Regions from separate parts of the Mus musculus genome. Here region 2 is linked to region 1. The links are chromatin contacts, called in public Hi-C maps. All regions are on one chromosome and are shown on one strand. The core of a region is the stretch at or near the end of the contact, and the rest is flanking DNA. Distances in the headings are between cores, read along the strand shown. Region 1 has its middle 160 kb from the start of Gm51890. Region 2 has its middle 230 kb from the start of Gm51890.

What was found. Hi-C and Micro-C count contacts between places; a contact is called where the count stands out from the background.
Region 2: a Hi-C map of cortical neurons shows a contact between it and region 1. The contact joins two enhancer-like sites. A contact is called at or near these places in 4 of 484 Hi-C or Micro-C datasets (cerebral cortex, cortical neurons and nephron progenitors), 1 of 115 datasets of contacts at active chromatin or transcription factors (embryonic stem cells) and 1 of 9 other capture datasets (liver).

Annotation. Positions count from the first base shown.
Region 1 is chr11:37,150,034-37,156,484 of GRCm38.p6, reverse strand. It overlaps a transcript of Tenm2 not described here. Among named protein-coding and RNA genes, the nearest start is that of Gm51890, 160 kb to the right of the region's middle. Within about 2 kb of position 2,239, at least 17 of the 459 cell types and tissues checked have an H3K27ac peak or open chromatin away from gene starts, as enhancers often do. A contact at or near this core is called in cortical neurons, where this site is marked.
Region 2 is chr11:37,219,464-37,225,914 of GRCm38.p6, reverse strand. It overlaps a transcript of Tenm2 not described here. Among named protein-coding and RNA genes, the nearest start is that of Gm51890, 230 kb to the right of the region's middle. Within about 2 kb of position 2,999, at least 9 of the 459 cell types and tissues checked have an H3K27ac peak or open chromatin away from gene starts, as enhancers often do. A contact at or near this core is called in cortical neurons, where this site is marked.

The sequences.
Region 1 (6,451 bases), core at 990-3,489:
GCTAAACTGTTATCCATGAACATACACTGAGAAACACCCATGTCTATTTAGAGATGAAATTAACGAGTTGTACTGCAGACCAAATGTCCTTCATCTGAAAAGCTTTGGAGTACAGGATATATTTTATTTTTCACTTTGCAATATTTTGAAAATATGAGAGATAATTTGTGGATGAAACCCAAGCCTAGACGTGTGGTTTATTTATTCTTCACCTACACCTTACACACAAAACGTGAATGTTAATTTTGAACCGTTCTGCTCACTGCAGGTTGGGAAGTTTCATACTGTAAAGTCTGAGTTTCTAATGCCACATCACTGAGAAATGTTCTGATGCAGGAAGAGTTTGCACTTCAGAAGAGAGATGTACAGCCAGTATAATGGCCGTTGATTCATTAGTTTACTTTCAACATGTCCAGTGAGTAATCGCTTAATGCACGGTGTTTGTTCTTGATCCTCAAAGTAGATGAACCACATAGGAGCAGTGTATGCTCAGGTGTAGGGAGACAGACAAAAGATTCAGTTTTCTCTCTTTTATCCGTTGTTGCCGTTTGACAATGAAGTGTAGTTTCACAAAGCAAGATGTGGGATGAAGAACATGGGGTCACCATGGTAGAGTGGAGGGGTCAAGGACTCTGATCACTGACCATGTCTCTATAGAGAAACATGCTTCCAGCCCCAAACAGAAAGTCAAAGTTGATCTGAATGGAAAGGAGTCTTAATAGGACAGTTATTCCAGCTTCCTTCACACTATAATATATAATATTCTGTCTTGAACATCTTGTAGGATCCCCTATAGGCATAGAAGTTGGGAAGGTTAATGGCTAGCCTAGTGGTTTCTTCCTTTCCAATGCTAACATTGCCAGCTGGAAATAGTTGAAATCCCTGTAAAGTATTTGCCAAGTCTTTTTCATTCCCTTTAGGCCTTTCTGTGTAATAACCCTGGGCACCTCCTGTATGCATTCTCTTATCAGCTCTCTAGAAATAAACTCATGCCTTGCTTATCCCTGTAAGCTACATGCCTAGCACCAGGCAGTAAGTAGGCATAGACTGGGAGCAGTTCAAGAATCAGAGAAAAAATTAACAAGGCTATCCCTCCCCCAAGCCTTGCTGCTAAGTTGTGGTCTTACTTACAAACAGCGCCCAGACCTGCCAGATTGAAGTTTTAAAATTGGTCTTAAAATCATTAAAATACATAGTTCTCACTCTTGGGAATGCTTGCTCCATAAGACCCAGGCTTGGAGATGTTGAATTCCTTACTTCATTCATATCAAAGTTCTTGGGCTTGAAAAAAGCTGGGTTCCAAAAGGGATATAGGATTTTGTTGCTATTTTTCTTGTTTTGGTTTGGTTTGGTTTTCTCCTCATGTCTTCCTTGACTTTATCTAGTTGTATACTAATTATTGATATATTTTAACTAAACATAGAGGCCACAATTATTCTTACTGTGCTTACCATGTAAGAGACAATGTCAAGGTACATTTTGTGCCCCAAACTCAAATTCAAAAGCAGATTGTGTTGTGAAAGTACCTTTCCTTTAGAGATATATTAATTTCCGCTCTGTCTGGGCTAGTCTCCACTCTGACAATGAATCAGTTCTAATAACAGTCATAGAGTTATGCGCATCAAAACATATTTAATAGCTTATGTGTTCATACACTGAAAGCTTTGCATACTTAGAATTTTAGATTAGAATTCAACTTTTTTTTCCCTATTAAATGCCAGCCGGGTGAGTTGCATTAATGACCATGGTTATGTTTGAATGTAAATGGGGACATCTGGCGATATCAGGAGATCAAACGTTGGGAGTCTGCATGGTGACTCTCATCTGTTTGTCACCCAGCAGGTGTAATGGATAGCAGGCATGTGGGCTCTTTGCCCAAGTTAATGTACAGACCTAACCTATAGAAGAGAGATGGCTCCTCTGCAGCTTTGAAGAATCACAGCTCAGGATGGGGGGTGGGGGGGTGGAGGGATGGGAGGTGGAGGGATGGGGGTGGGGAGAGGGCAGGGTAGGTGGAGTGGATAGTTTCCAACAGAACCAATCCTTCAGTTAAAAAGAAATAAATAAATCGCCGTTTTCTAGCCTACGGGCATTTTCCTTGTCCCATTTCAACAAACTTCCACAGCCCAATTTGTTATTCAAAAATTTATGGAAAATGTATGTTAAAGTGAAAAGGGTACATTGTGCAGAAAAGGGAAGCAGCTTGTAAGCATGTCATTATGCACGAGCCGTGGGGCCCGCAGATGGCTCTTCTACTCAGAACTGAGAGGAGTGCCAAAAGCTCAACTCTAAATACATTTAAATCACATATCTTTACTTAAAAATGGAGTATTTTGGAAGGAAAAGCAGATGATATTTAAGTACACAAGTGGTATTCTTTTGTTCCTCATATAATAGAGCCCTTTACAGAAGTCGTTGCCTTCTGAGTATGCAGTAAGCCTTTGATTCCTTGAATTCCCCAGCGGATTTAGTCTCAGTGCACGGCTCATTCCTAATAGGATTAGCCATTGAGGTAGCACCTTGCTGTAGAAAAGCTCTTGAGTATCCTTGCAGTGATTGAAAATTAAGGGATTTGTTTTGATTACTATGTTCAATGCTAAAAGCAAACCTTTGTTTTGCACATTAGAAATAGTAACAAAAAAAATTATCATGACATATGGGCTTCTTATTTTAATTGAAAATAAATTTAGTTCTTAGACTGTGCCAATCTGTTAATTAATTAGAGGGAGGTTGCAAAAGCCATGGAGGCATTTCTTTACTGCTTAATATAATGATTTTTCTGGAAATATTATTTTTTAACGTAAGCATGCCAGTTTCTTGGTTCAAGCATGGTTATATTTACTCTGAATAGAGAATTTATATTTTGAAGGGTACAGTTCACACTGGTGAGACTAACACAGTAAATAGTCAGGTCGAGTTTTTGCTTCTCCCTTAGAACCAAACTCACATGGCTTCCTTCAGTGCCTTATTCCGTGAGAGTGTTAACTCTGAAATTAGTTTTGAACGGCTCTTTCCTAATTTTTATTGATGCCTTTATTTATTTTTTATTTATTGTTTTTATTATATTGCCTTTATTCTGACGGCAATACCTTTAAAATCTGTACTTGTTTGTATTTAAATTTTTAAAAGATAACCTTTTATTTTCATATTTTAACAGCTTGATCAGCTTAATGGTTACAGCTTTAGAACGTATGAGAGCTTAATTATATCTATATAGCATTTGGTATATGGGATCTTCACTTTTCAAAATACTGCAAATACATGAAAAAAAATTATTTTCAGATTTCTCAGCCCCATCCTCCACCCTTTTTTTCCTGAAATATTTTACATAAATCCTTTCCAATTCTAATAGTCTGATTTGAATCAGTGTGCATGAGGGAGAGAGAGATGTGTGGCATGCATGTCCATATGCAAACACATAGGTGTGTGCAGAGGAGTAGGGGAGAAATTAATTATATTTTAAAGAGACACACTTTTCTTTTTGCCCCTGCTAACTGCAAGTAAAATATGATAATTGTGAAAAATGTGTTGATAAGTAAAGTCTCCTGGGAGTTTGTGCTCATGTGCAGATGGGAATCACATACTCTTATTAGTAAATTGTTCATTTCAAAGTGTTTGCTGATAGAGCCAATATATATGCTTCGGAGGTCTGTGTTGATAAACTGGACAGTGCCACTGATCCTATTAATCTTTGTGTGAAAAATTCTATAATTTCTTCCTGTGGAATTTATTATAGAATAGCCCTTACCACAGTTTGCTTAGAAAACAAATCATTAGTAAACTGAAAGCCGTATTGTTATTTGGTATTTCTTCTTCTTCTTCTTCTTCTTCTTCTTCTTCTTCTTCTTCTTCTTCTTCTTCTTCTTCTTCTTCTTCTTCTTCTTCTTCTTCTTCCTTCTTCTTCTCCCCCTCTTCCTCCTCCTCATGCTCCTCCTCCTTATTATTATTATTATTATTATTATTATCATTATTAAACTTTTCTAGCATCCTATTAGATACTAAAGTGAGTCTTTACTTTAGGTTCGTCCATCCTGTCATGCTTTCACACAGGCCAATAGCTTTTCAAGATACCATAGCAGGTAGCCTACTAACTTTGTCCCTTTCCTAACCCACTAGAATTGCCCTTTAAGTGGTGGGAATATGTACTATAACAGTGAGTCACTATGAGGAACAACTAGAAGCTCCTGGCAGAGATAAAGTGAGTGATGTTTAATTAAATTATCAAATTGCGGACATAGTGTAAATATGAAAATTACTATCTTAAATAATCCTGGGATAGGCAAAAGATGCCATACATAAGGGTCAACATTTTCATGGAGTTAAAAAAGATTTATTTTTTCATTTCCTAGTTTCCCATCTGTCCTCACTAAAAAAAAAAAAATGGCCATTTCATACATCTCTGTCTGGTGAAATAAAAATCATTTTTATTAGTCCCTCAATAGCAAGTGAGGTGTTCCAGAATGTTCTGATGCAAATCATCTTCTGGCAAATTCATTTTATTCTTGTTAATAATTTCAAATTTGCTGAAAACGGTTCATGTGTAGCTTTCAAAGTGACGGACATGGTAGTAAAAGCTGCAGCATCTCTGGTGAGGCCTACAGGTCCCTTCTGCTTATATTGACTTATACTTCATAAAATATAGTTTGTGTTCTTAAATTATTCGGTGAAAAAAATAGCCCTTGTATGACCTAATAGTCATCTAATATCATTTTAGGCCTCCATAAGAGTACTATTTTATATATTTTAGCCAAAACAAATGAACATCCACTCTCTATGAATTAATTATAATTAGCAACTGATTTAATGCTTTCTTTTGCATTCCTTTTCTATGTATCCCTGTGAAACAAACATTATTCTAGGCATGCAGTACACAATTATTAGTTCAAGTTGAAGTGATTCTGTATAAAATTGGCCTCATATTTATTCATTCAGAAAATGAGCAGGGAGAGAGTGCATATTTTATACAACTCCAGTAATTTCAGTATCAGATAACCCTTAAGCAAAATAAGATTTGACCCTTTCAAAATTGCTTAATGAATTGGTATTACACAGACTATCTTTTAAAACTTCTGTAGAATTTTTTCCCCTTTTCCCTGAAGCCTTTGAACATAAGCTTTGGATCACAGACCCTGCATTTAAATGTTGAAAATATGATTGTGTTTTGATTGCTTTTGGTGCGTCGTTATGATAGAAGCCATGCATTCTAAGAAAAACTGTGCCAGCACTCGACAGATTATTGTAGATGCCTCCATGTGAGGCAGTGAGTTAAATTAACTGAAATGCTATCTTAAGGAACAACAAATAAAAATTCCATGATTTCATATGGCAAGGATGCATCTTCTTCAGTCAGGAGTGGGCTTGTAGGGAATAAACCTAATTATTTTGAGATTCTAGTTACCGTTGTTTTCAGTGCGCTCTAAGCATCCCTTGCCACTGCGGCCTGTGTATCCATAACTTGTTTGCAGTGTTGGTCAATGAGGGTGTCTTCAGTAATCCTAAACGTGCATATGATACTTTGCTGATGTGTTTGTCACAAATTCATCATCCAACAGACAGAAACCACCTGCAGGAGCTTCAGAATGATTTGAGCGTTGTCCTCTGGCCTCTCTCCTAATCATGTCTCCTTAGCTAACTTGGAGACATGATTGCATTTCAAACAGTATTTGTAATGAGGCTACTGTCTTGTTCTACTGTACAAAATTGGCCAGTGGAAGCTAATAACACGTTGTCAAACGCAATGGTAGACTTTGTACTGCTCATTGGCCACACTATCCTCATGATTAAGGAAGTAGCTTTAGTGGGAAGCAAAGTTGTTGTTTTGTTTATCTGTTTGTTTGTTTGTTTGTTTTTTAATAGAGCCACAGTGTGTTTCAGATTGTTGGTATTTAGTAGCTTCCGCCTCACGATTTGGATAGACTTGTGATGGACCTTTCTGATTTCTGTAGTTTGACATTAACATTTCAGGACTGGGCTTAACACTTAAAATTTTACTCACTAACCTGAGCATTCTAGGAAGCCCTTAAACACTTTGAGAACCTGGCTGTAAGAGTGTAGATTTTATGAAAACACAGCCTGTGTTCTTTACTCGGCACCAGGGCAGGGAAGGACTGACTCAGAGAAATATAATGCAAATCATGCATTTTGTTTAATTTTTTTTCTATTAGGGTACATGAAAAGTAGTGAGAAGAAAACTGCTAAAGTTCACTGTCTGAATGCATTTCATGCCATGGAAAATACCAAAATGCATCTTTTCAATGTGCAATCAAAGCCAAATGTTACTGACTTATTTATTTTAAATTGTGAAATTAGGTATGTGTTGCAATGCATGCAGAGAGTGGCCAGGTGTTTAGTGTTCCACAGATATGTACTGTTAAAGGTTACTGTGTTACAAAGCATGGATTAAGAAATGAGGTTCTGCCAGATGCATAAGCACTAATCACTATGTATCTGT
Region 2 (6,451 bases), core at 1,750-4,249, 69 kb before region 1:
TTTCTCTCAAAATTAAATATAATTTACCTACAATTAAACCTTCTTTGATCTCTTGTAAATATACAAAGTTCACAAACAGGTAGACAAAAGTTAGACCTCATTCAGAGCGTAGGGGAATTATCTGGGAGGCCTGATAATTGCCAGTAAACAAATTAGCAATGTGGGTTTTTTGTGTGTGTGAAATATCAGAACTTTATAAATCAAGTTATCAACTTGAAATAAGAGGAATTGTAGCATTTGAAAGGGATAAAACTACATTTCTCTTTATTAGTAGTTTCAGGTTCTCTGAGGTTTTAAAGCACTGTGCCTCTTACTAAATTACTAGTAAACCCAGTGAGGTACAGGGCCCACACAAGGCCTCCATATCACAGATAGAACTTTTGCATCTGAAGGCTCAGCCTTTAATTCTTCAATTCTGAACTAATATATTTATCCTTCCATCACTGTCTCCTAAGGATTTTGAGAATTAATTAGAAACAAAATCACTTTCAGTCCTCGGATGTTACACTCTGCTGAAAAAAATATGAGACACTGAAGTGTTATTAATAAAGACAAAGGTTCATCCAATAAAATAATCTGACTGGGTGAATTCTCACATGGTTGGTATTTTCTAATATAAATTACTGTAGGATTAGATAGTTAAATATTGAATATTGTCTCATTTAATGCAGTTCTATGAAATATTAATGATAATGATGATTTTTCCAGTTTGGGGAATATGGAGATAGCTTTTTACTGACGAATAGCCCTGGCCAGTAACATAATACATTTTACAAAATGATAATGAAGATATTCAAATGAAGATGGAAGAGGAAATAAGTGACCAGGAAACTGATGGATTCCATGTAAGACAAAGGTCACAAAAATTTGTTAGTGTTAAGTAGCATGCTCTCTCTCTCTCTCTCTCTCTCTCTCTCTCTCTCTCTCACACACACACACACACACACACACACACACACACACACACACACACACACTATTCCTATGCTACTATTGTGACCACTGTGGATAGCTTTGAGAGTTTCTTTAAAAAAAAATAAAGAGAACAGATCTACTCTATTAGGCCTTGCACAGGAGTGCCGTTGATGTTGTTTAGCTGGCATGAGGTGTAAAAGTCTGAAAATTGGATTGGGCTTTGAAGGAAGGGAAGCTCTGTAGAGTGTGACAGCTGCAATGGGATTGTGCATGAGGTTAAAAGAAAGCAAGGAGGGGGCAGGGGTGGGGGAGGAAAAGGAGAAGGAGCAGTTGATCAAATGGTCCAGGTGGAGCTCCACAGACAGGCCTGGAATTGCATATTTAACACACAAAGCCAATACTTTTCTATTTTATTTTCAATTTTTCTGTTTAGATATTCTCAATTCTCTGGACTATTATTTCAGATTAGAAAACTCGAATCTGATGAGAAATAGGGTAAGTTACTATTTTTGCAACATTTTTTTTATCAAGAACAGGGAATGAGACCATTTACCATTGCATCAAATTGCTTTAAATAGAATATTTGTGTTGTTGGGGAATTTTTTTTTGTGCCCCCTCCTCTTCCAGGAGAAACTTTAGTGTTTTATGAGATGATTTTATTTAAAATTGTAGCTATCCTTGTTTCATACCTAGTAATTTAACAGTTGAAAAGCTCGCTTTTTGTTCTTTGTAGATAATGTATGTGTGGTGATTGAAAGCATTCGTAAAAAAGTGTTTTGGGGTTGCATTCTTTTAGCACAAACTTACTCCTTGATAAAGGAGCTGGCTATAATTTTCAGAAATCACTGTTTCTTTTTCTTTAGTTGTTGGGTAATTGCTCTTTGTATACACTGTGGAAATGTTCATATAGACCAGGGACAAAGCCTAGCAGATGCACTTGCAATTATCTGGAATTTAAGTAAATTTTGCATCTGATACACACAAAGCAAATGCTTTGTCCAAGCAGGCTCAGATACTGCCATGTGGATTGCTAGGAACACAATGAGGAGATTTTTAATGGAAAACAAATGGAACTATTAGTAAGTCCTTTTTTACTTGAAAAGGCATCAGCTTTAGGCATAGCCTCCAACTCATTCATATTCATAGTTGGGTCTACTCTAAATATGACCTTTAAAGCTGGGGAAAAAAACTTTAAATATTTAAAATAAAATGTGTATATATGTATATGATATGTCATATATATGTGATATTTATTATCAAAGAATAATCAGATTGCTTTGTGAAGAAGTGGTGAAATAAATATTTGTTCCATATTTTAATATTATATTTTGACTATTTAAGAGAACATTGAAATATTATGACTTTAATAATGTAAAAAGGGAGTTCATATTCTAAATAAATCATCACATAGATGAAAGATAATTGCAATGCTATTTTAACAATCTCAATTCACAAGGAAAACATAAGAAGGAATGGATAATAGGTCCAAATTCTACTTCTTATTGTAAACAAAAGCAATCTAGGCAGAGAGCAGTTCTGTGCAAAATCCTCACTTCCCAATTTTGTTTTAGATTAATCCTTCCACTGTCTACTTTGTGTTGTTGTCTGACTTACATAAGTGAGATCTTTGAAGGTTTAATCCTTTTCTCTGTGTTTATTCTTAGAAAACAGTGAATCCAAGGAACTACTGGATTCTCTTAAATGCTTTAGGTCTTTAGGGGACTTTCAGCGACTTTTACTTTCCACGAGAAGGTTATTGATAATTGATCCCAAAGACTTTCATTTCTTTGTCAGAGGTGTGCCATGTGTTTTCTGGCTTTCAAATGAGGAGCCTTTCAAATGCACCTCAAGCCCCCCTCCCTGGCCGCTCCCTGCTTTCTTCAACACTGTAAGGGGACTTGAAAACAGAGGATGCTCTCTAATTTTTGTAAGAATCCAGAGCTTCCAGGGGTTCTGAGGCTTGAGTCATTGTTTGGAAAGACAAGAAAATTTGAGAAGAAATTTTGAAGGAGAGGGAGAGCCTGACAGAAGTATTTTAGGCTCCAAATTAGAACAAGACAGATGTGCCATGCCTAGAATACCATAGCTCTGCAAACATGCCCCCACCTGAGGTACTCTCCAAACAGAATGGCTTTATCTAAATACTTTTCACTAAATTTCCAAAGTGACAGAACTTCCTCGGCTGTAGCTTGCTGAAAAACTTGGTATAGTGTATATATTTCCCTAGTGTCATTCATGGTCCCCTATGTCTCCTTCCCCTCCCCCATTCCAACATCTAGTTCACCATCTACCACAGGCTATCTTTGGGTTTGGAGAAGAACCAGGTACTTTCCTTGGTATTTAAGAAACTTGCTATTTTGAAATTCCCTGAGAGAGCTGTGGGCATTTTTATTTCAGTGTCTCCAAGCATCTCTTTTCTTTTTCTGAAGGAGAAACTGCTTATATAATACCCAGGAGCAGACCCTTGGGAATTGCTAAGCTATTTGATGGATGTTCTGCGGGAAGAGAACTGCAGAAGCTCCTGTGTCCTGTGTGGCCTCCCACGGGGGTCTCAATTGGAGATATTTACACAATAGCAGATTCTCAGAAGGATAAATATATACAAGTCCCTCTTTCCAAATGGGAGGAACCAGTAGGAAACAGCACCTAGGAAGACAAGAGCCCACTAATAGCTCAGCCCCACAGAGCTTCTAGAAGGAACAGCTCCAGAGCCAGACCCCAACTGTCAGTAGAGCCTGCCAGGGAGACAGATGCTGCCGTTGGAAGACACTATTTTTCAGTTAGATATTTTGTTCTTGTAGATGGCCAACCATGACTCATGGGGGGGGGGGGAACTGGAGAGAGACTGAGAATGGGGAGAACAGAAGAGTAAATTCATCTTTCTCTTAAGCCCTCTTTAGGATTTAGCCATGGTTATAAATGTCAAGCCAGGGAACTTGGCCCGAACCAGGAGAGTTGTGAAGACAGGTACAGAGCTGCGAGCCTATGCCAGGTGATAACATTTAACCTGATGATAAAATGATTGACCCATTTTCCCAAGGGTATCTGTAAAATAGGAATGCAGGAATTTCCCAATGATCCAGGCTCAGGAAGTATGCTTCTAAGGACAGAAGGGACAAGAGTCATCTCTCTATGATGATGGTGTGTTCTTTTCCTTGTTTCTATGCCTCTGTGAATTTATGTACGACACTTGTATATCAAGGTTGACTTCTGTTCCCTCTGTTTACTTGCCTGTCTCCTGTACAAATATGTGCATGTGCATGTGTGTATATATGTGTGAGAGAAACATATACATTATACTTTAATGCCTTGTCTCCAGGAGAATGGGTTGTTGCTGTAACTTATAATATCAGCTTTCAGCTGCATTTTTCATTCACTTCCACATCTAAATCTGCAGCTACATTGATTAGATAAAAATTGACTAGATAAAAGTAGAATATCTGATGTTGGAGAGGTAGTGAAATAGAATTTTTGTAACTTGTATCTAGTGCCAGATTCTAGGCTTCCTTGATATCTTAAGGAAGGGGCTAATTGTATAGGCTATTCCTTAACTTCCTTTATTTTTCTTAAAAGCAAGAGGCCTTTATTTCTTTTCTAAATAAATACATTGTGACATAATTTCTCTGATTCCTGATGTTGGGGGAAAGGGGACCGAGAACTTTAGGCTGTTTCCAAACTGAGTTATTTTATAAACCTCCTTCATAGATCTCAGGCCTGGAATTAGATATGTCTGAGTACCTGCCGGCGGCTCCTAATGCCAAGCTCTTGACGTGACATTTTTCTGATAGAGTTCCAGAAGTGGTCCTTTTAGATCTGCATGTCTCCATAAGTTGACATGGCAGCTAGCCAGAAGGTATGTGTTTGTGGGGAAAGCAGGCGTCTATTCTCCCTGCACACACACACAATGAGTGATTTGAAGGGTACTCCAAGTACTAGAAACCAGAGCTGTGGAGCTAATTTAGAGAGAGTAATTCACAATTGACTTGTGCATGAGCGGGCTTGCCTTCTTGAGCCACCATGCTTGTCTGGCCAGTGTGGAGCTGTTTGCAATGATCCTCTCCACTCTAAGGTCTGCGTGTCTTTCACTGTGTCTCATGTCAAGTCAAGTGCTAAGAGACCGACTGTCAATTTGTAGCAACACCCTAAAGAACTTGAATCTTGAAACTCTTGGTCATATTGATCCTACAGGGAAGGTACTTGCATTTATTCTGAGGCTTATCAAAATAATGATGCTCCTGTTTTTTAAAAAGTCATTTAACTGCTTCAGACACTTAACTTGTGAATAGACAAAAAAGATAGACGAGTCTCATTCAACTGCCAGTGGTTCAGTTCCTTTGTCTTGCACAGATATGGTTTGTGTTAGAAAAACTTATGTTTTGTGAATTCAATATGTTGTCCTTTTCCTTTGAGGACATGAAAAAGAGTGTCTTATAACATACACACACACACACACACACCCCACATTTATCTCTCTCTCTCTATGTACATATACATATATATGTGTATATTTATCTCATATATATAATGTGTATATGTGTGTATATATATATATATCATATACATACACACACAGAGAAATGTGGTACGTGTGTGTGTAAAATATATATGTATGTATATATATGTATCTGTGTGTAGTGGGGACTGTATGGTGTGTGACTGATTTAAATTGGTGTTCTTGATTTCATGATATATTCTGTAAGTTTATTGTTTCATTCTCTATTTCACAAATGAGGAAATCACTTCCCTCTGAGGTGGGAAGTTGTGATCCAATGAATAGGCTTTGGATTGGATTTTGAACATTCCATTCTTCTTCCTACTTTGCAGTTTCAAAAATAATCATGTCTTAGAAAATAGGATCCCATCAATTACAATTAGTTCAATTCTGGAGTTGGTATCTTAATGCTTTATATTTTAGTTTAGCATAAAGGCCACCCTGTGGGCCAGAATTGACCTCATATCTATTTTTATATGATTATGAATAATTTTTTAGAAAATAGCTTTGAATACTTGAAAATAATCAAAATAATATTCCATGACACTTGATAATTGTGTTAAAACATTCTTTGTCTACAAATAAAGTATGATTATATTTCATACATGCTCATTCAATTTTTTTTTCCTAGGACATTGGGGATGTATATGAGTTGAGAAAATAAAGTGTGAATTGGGCATTGACAGAAAAGCTTTGCTACCATTCATCAAATGTATGACTTGTGGTTCAAAGGCAATGTGACAAACCCTTATCCTCCTCATCCTGTATTTTAAGATGCTATTGTGTTTGAGTTGCCTTTTGGTGTTAAACTGGATGTAGGAGAGGGTATAGAAAGCAGAGAGAGATTGTTTACTTGGGTGAAATGTTGCTGCTCCTAAAGTTGGCTCTTTTATAGAACAGATGTTATCCTCTGAGTTAGGAAGGAGACAGAGGTACAAAGAAGATGGCTTTGGTTGTGACTTGAACTTTCCATTATTTCTTTGATATATGTGTGCAAGCTGAACTAGCTTCCTCTACCCTTCTGAAAATACACATATAACTTCT